2 separate regions of the Capsicum annuum genome follow, and region 2 is linked to region 1. A link is a contact called in public Hi-C data. All regions are on one chromosome and are shown on one strand. Each heading gives the region's core, a stretch centred on a gene start, on an enhancer-like site or on the middle of the called end of the contact. The rest is flanking DNA. Distances are from core to core; before and after follow the strand shown.

Region 1 (3,200 bases), core at 325-2,824:
TGTATTGGTCTTTGTGTTTCTTAGTTGGTTCAGCATTATCGTTACTTAAGTATACATGTTTTGAGTGTATATATTTGTTCTATAGGTAGAGTCTTCTATCTTTGACACTTTATAAAGGATGACTAGAATGCTCATGTACTATATATATAATTTCATTTATAGATAGTCTTCTATACTTGCCACCACTTTGTAAAGGATGAAATTTTGCTTTTGCATTTACAAATTATGATTATTATGAAGTATGTATACCAAATTAGTGTTTAAATCATATGCAACTAATATGAAACACAAATTAAATTATATTAGAATTCGAAATGTTGGGCATGCTTATCTAGTACTATATACAAAAGCCTAAGCAACGGACAACCAGGGAAATTTAAGTCATTTCATAATTAAGGGTAATAATGGGTATTGCACAGCTAATTCTACAATGTTCCAGAATATGAAGATATTTTCATAGATCAACACCAACCACCACCCAGTTGTCTTTCATTTTCACTACAAATACAAAAAAGATCAACAAAATAATAATAAAACAATCTATAAGACAACTTCACTTGAAAAAATAAGCCTATGTCCACAAATGTGGTCAACGCTTGTCAATACTCATTTGTAAACTCACAGGTATGTTTCTCTGCTTTTAAAGTTCCTTTATCTTCAAAAATCCTTTTACAATTTATTGGGAGTTAATGCTCAACATAATATAGATCCAAATATAGGTCTAAAAAAATGATAATGTATTAAAAATAATGCGATTTTTGCATACGTAACAATCAAATATGATAGATGGCTTTATAGATCAAGATTAAAGTTGCGGTATTTTCATTAAGTGCTTCAAAATTTGCTTATTCTAAGTTGAAGGACTGACCAGAAGCTTGTACGCATATTTATTACTATAACTAATATTTATCATGTTAGAGGATTGAATCAAAAGAGACAAAAATGCCTTTACTCCAGTTGTTTCCTTCATGGTTCTTGTGAAACTTGTTCTTGCATGTATCCCTTTAAAAATAAATTTTTTCGGCTTAATTTCGTGTTTTTTGTATGTGTATGTGTGTTAAAATAGAATTTAAGGCAACAGTTGATATAGTAAAGCCGCATTGCCAAAATCTGTTACTTTTCCTCTGTTGATTTGGTTTCATCTGTTACAAGATGTAGAAATAGCTTTTCATATAAATGTAAGGTAAGATTGCGTAGAAGCGAGGTCTAATCAAGGATCTTTCAAGAGTCAACCAAAACGAAAGTGTTGTAGTAACCGAGTAAAGTTGTCACGTGTTTAGAAGGTTACAAATTTAAGTTGTGGAAATACCTTTTGGTAGAAATGTAAGGTAAGATTGCATAGAAGCTGGGTTTTCGCTAAGAGTCGTTAATTTTCTATGAAGCGATTTTGAATAGATATAAAAAAAAAAAGGTTATAAAAGTGATATAGAATTATTATCTTTCTGTAATTACAACAATATTTACCATTTGGTTCAATTTTTCCTTTCAAAATCGAAAGTGGAAAGGTAAAATATAGGCGATTAGAATTGTTGTTCTTCTAAATTCATTATGTTTGATTTCCTGGTCATGTCAATGTCTTAACAGTATCTATACTCAACAGAGAGCAAGAGCCTGTTTACACTTTTTTTTTTTTTTTTAAAAAATAAAATTTTTACTGGTAATGACAATATGAGTCATTTTCCTAATTGCACCCATCTCCAAGCTTGCTTCACATAGCATATCACTAATAGAGAGCAACAGGTATATAATGCAGAGGGTCCTGCAATTTGCTGATATCAAATGATTGGCCATTTTTTAATGAAAACACCTTAGGAATCCTGCAGTAGATATCTTAGGCCAAAGATTGCCTATCACGGATTTTTTTTTTTTAAAAATAAATTTTTACTGGTTTGTCCTTGCTTTTTCTCTTTTGTATTGTTAATGCAATCTTTTGTCGCGTGGCGATCAACACGTGTGTGTGAAAGTTGTCATACCTCTTACTTATGGTATTCACTGATATTGTTGATTTCTATTGCATCTTCTTCTATTATACTAATTCTTGTGCAAATTATTTTATCATGATCCAATAGTACACTACACTTATATCATCGTGAACGTCCATATAGTTGAATCATATTTTATTAATAATTCATCTTTGTACTCGATTATTATATGATTCTTTTCTCCAGTTAACAATCTACTTATTTAAACTAAATATGTTGAACTTCTCATTTTACAGCTTCGTTTCTTAGATGATATCTAACTGAACGTGTAGGCCTACATTAACTTATGTGGTAAGAATAAATTTACTTTCTTCTTTAATTGTAAAAATAACGCTTTATAATTTTTTGGTGTTATTTTATCCTTCCATTAATAAATGCTTGTTATTTTTACTATAAATGCAATTTTTCAATTCTTGTTGAGAAATAAAGATAATGGTGCACTTGTTTATCTCCTGATATTATCTGAAAACTGTAGCCAAAATATATGAGTAAATGGTTACAAATTCATTCTGTCTTAATCATGCACCAAGATGACATTAGAAAAATTAATCATATAGTGAGTTACATTAGAAAGGTATACTTATTTTATATAAGAATTATCATTCTTACCCTTGAACCATACATTTATTAATATTTAATCTTTGTCGTTTATTTTATGATTCTTTTTTATCCAATTAATTGTTCATTTATACTAAAACTATATATGTTGAACTATTCATTTTTAAGTTTCCTCTTTGGTGTGCTAACTAATTGACCGTCATTGACTATATTACGTTGTGTGGTAAGTACGACTTATTTAATTTTCTTTTTTTAATTATAACTAAATAGTTTTAGTAATAATTTGTTTGGTTATTTTTTCCTGCTGTTTAGAAAAAAAATCTATTCCATCTTAAAAATAAAAATAAAAATAAAAATATATTCTCTAGCACAAAACAAATTTGTATTTGATATTGAATGTCTAATAAAGTTTTCATTTTTGTTTTAAACATTCATACAAAAAAAGAAAAAAATTGGATTGCAAAAAGGTCGTGTAATACAGGTTCTAACAAAGCTCAAACTTCTGAATAAATAAACGCCGATAAAAATGCAAGAAGACGTGAATTATATAGAAAAATGCCACCAGACAAAAAAGAGGTCCTTCTGGCACATCGACTAGCAAAAAGATCAGAATTAAAAAGACAATGATTGTTTAAAAATTCAATGAACAATGATTTGGCT
Region 2 (3,200 bases), core at 374-2,873, 46 kb before region 1:
AAAATACAATAGTTGGACAGTGTCTATTTCAATAAATATAAATAACAAAATTATAGATATTGATTGATATACATAATAATTATGATATGTAGTAAAGAATTATTCTAAGCATGCGACTTGATAGCATTGACTCAACCAAAGTGAACCACAAGGAGAAGGGATAAAGGACGACGACTAGATCTTGGGGACTGTTGACAAAACATGAACATCTTGTTTAAAAGACCACCACCATGTCACTATTCCAAAGAAAATAAATCAATATGTTGAAGATAAAAAGTGTTCAATAAGAAGAGATACGTACTTTGCATTTTGCACTCTTATTACTCATCCACGGGACAACGAAAAACTAAAGTTTTTAGCGCTGTGGAGTTTCAGGTAGGGTTTAAGATTATCCTGGTAGGATTTTTATGAATTAAAAATAAGAATTTGAGAATAACAGTAAATTCAAAATTGAAAAAATTGAGGTTTTTTTATTGCACACTCCTTCTAAGAAAATAAAAATATAAAATGAAAAAGATAAAGTTATTAATATGAATTATAGAGAGAAATTATAAATATGAAATGTTTATTATTAATTAGGACTTCAAAATATTGTGTAATAAAAGAAGGTAATTGGAATTTTTGTAATTTTTTTGATTATGCCATTTTGAGCTCAACCCCCGTTCCTCCAAGGCCCATTGCCCCATTCTCCTCCCCAAAGTAAAATATGTAAAAAGTATAAAACTTAGGAGTTGTTTGGTAGGAGGGATTATTTTTTTAATTCATGTATTAAAATGTGGAATAAATTAATATAATATTTGGTAGCAAATAAAGAATAATGTATAATTAATATATGAATTAATTATCACCCTACATGGTATTATAGGGTGTATAACTAATACATCCAATTTGATTAGATTAGTAATTCATGAATTATAATTCATGGATAAATATTAATAAAGATAAAAATGCCCTTAAATTGTTTTAAATGTTTTTAATTTTTTTTTTATTCAATATGAGTTATTTCTTTTCAATTTTCAAGATGATAATCTCTAAATAATTTTAATCATTAAAAAAACTACTCCATTAACTTAGAAAATATTTATTTGTCAAATCCCGAAACAAATTGCATGGTTGCATGTAGCTTTAATTTTGTAAATAGATGTATCACAAATAAAAAAAAATTGCTTAGATTTAACACTTTACGAAACACAATTCTATGTTAACAAAAATGCAATTGTCTCATTCAAAAGTTACACGTATCCCCTCCAACTTAAGAGTGCAAACAACAAAAAACATAAAGAAAAGATAACAATTTTTTATTTTTTACAAATAAATGATTAAATCTTAAAATTCCAAAATAAGTTATTACTATAGTTATATTGCTGATTTAAAAAAAATAAAATAAAACTTTATAAAGTTAATATACAAAATTATTGTATGTCAAGGTTTTTTTGATAAATAAATAATATTTTTTTTAAAATATAATAATACATATTATTTTTAATACATCAAACTAAACACAGCATAAAAAATAATTCCAATATTACTAATTTCACTATTATTAATTTCAATACTACTAATTCCAACATTATTAATACACCTTATTCAATATTATCTTATATACTTCGTGAAATGATCCCCTGGGGGAGTGAAAACATATTTTATAAAAGAAACTTTTGAATAATATTATACTACCAAACTGCCTTCTTTTTTCCTAATTCCACGCTGAATATTTTTTCTAAACAAAACAGCGAAAGTTCAAAGGAAAATAATCAATCCAGCGCAGGCAATTCAGGTTTATTCAATATTTCCCTTTCATCATATTATCAATGAGTTGTTCAAAAGCAAATGAAATTTCTTAATTAGTAGAAATTAATTTCACAGTATGAATTCTGAACCTTTTGTGGTTTCAATTTCGTATTTTCAAATAAATTTGAGCTTGAAATGCAATTATGCGAAATTAAGTTCATGTTTTTTCATTGGCCTAATTGTTCAAATATAATATATATATTTTTTTGCTGAATTTGAATTTGGAAATATTACTTCTTAATTTTTTTAACCTGTTAGTTTATGTGAAGCTCAAAGAAAATTAAATGAATAGATTAATCAACTAGGTCGCAATTCCCCAAATTGGTTATATGAATTAACTATATTTGCTGGGGATACACTGGTATGTTGTTGTTGCTGGGAATTCAGTTTTTTTTTTTTAAAAAAAAAAATTATGACTGTGATGTCTGGGTCAGCTTGTTTACCACACGCACCTAGACTAATTCCAGGGATACATGCCACCTCCCACCAGCAAGTAACAAGTATTAGGTAACCTTATCCACCAAGGCTTCTAGAACAGATGGAAGAAATCACCTAGTGTTTGTTTGTGTTGGGAGTTTAGTTTTATTCTTCTTGGTTAAGTCGAGTGGCGGAAATGAGAATGTTGAGGTGGATGTTTGGACATACTAGGAGAGATAAATATTAAGAATGAAGATATCCTGGAGGACAGGGTGGGAGTGGTCTCCGTGGTGGGCAAGATGAGGGAAGTGAGACTGAGATAGTTCAGGTATGTGAAGAAGCAATGCACAGAGGTTCAATGAGGAGATGTGAGAGGTTGACCGCGGTGGGTTTTAGGAGAGGTAGAGGTAGGCCGAAGAAGTGTTGGAGAGAGGTGATTAGATAGGATATGGAAAAGCGACGTTAGATAGAAAGTTATGAAGGTCATGGATTAGGGTAGAAAGACTAGTAGGTGGTTGAGCGTTGTCTTGTTCGAGTCGGAATAAGATTGGTGGTAGTTTGGTGCATTGTACCTGTTTCCCTATTTTTGTATCCGTAGTAATAGCATTTTTCTCACAGTTGATTGTCTTTTTACTTTATTACTTGTTATTTGTTGTGCTTCAGTTAAAACATTAGTTGGTTACTGTTATTACTCCTTTTATTTGAATGCTATGTTATGAATTTTCTATTATTTTCTATGTCCTCTTTACTTCTGTATTTTCTTTTAACTTCTCTGATGTGCGTTGTTCGAGCAGGGGATATTTCTGAAACAACCTCTCTAGCTCCTCTAAGGTTGGGCTACTCTATCGTCCCCAGACAATGCCTACAAGACTACACTAGGCTTTTTTTTGGGGGGTGGTTTAGTCCCCATTTATGTAACTAGCTGGTGCTTACAATGTAAATATATCATGTGAATCCTGAAACTTTGATTATTAAAAGAATGATAATTATAG

What was found. Hi-C and Micro-C count contacts between places; a contact is called where the count stands out from the background.
Region 2: a contact with region 1 is called in a Hi-C map of leaf, with 2.6 times the contacts expected there. The contact joins the promoter of LOC107843592 here to the enhancer-like site in region 1. A contact is called at or near these places in 3 of 5 Hi-C or Micro-C datasets (bud, leaf and placenta).

Annotation. Positions count from the first base shown.
Region 1 is chr10:204,859,420-204,862,619 of UCD10Xv1.1, reverse strand. No RefSeq gene overlaps it. Among protein-coding and RNA genes, the nearest start is that of LOC124887875, 17 kb to the left of the region's middle. Within about 2 kb of position 1,574, at least 3 of the 5 cell types and tissues checked have an H3K27ac peak or open chromatin away from gene starts, as enhancers often do. A contact at or near this core is called in leaf, where this site is marked.
Region 2 is chr10:204,905,354-204,908,553 of UCD10Xv1.1, reverse strand. LOC107843592 (peptidyl-prolyl cis-trans isomerase CYP21-4) reads left to right here and starts at 1,623. Exons shown (of 8, transcript XM_016687915.2): 1 at 1,623-1,777.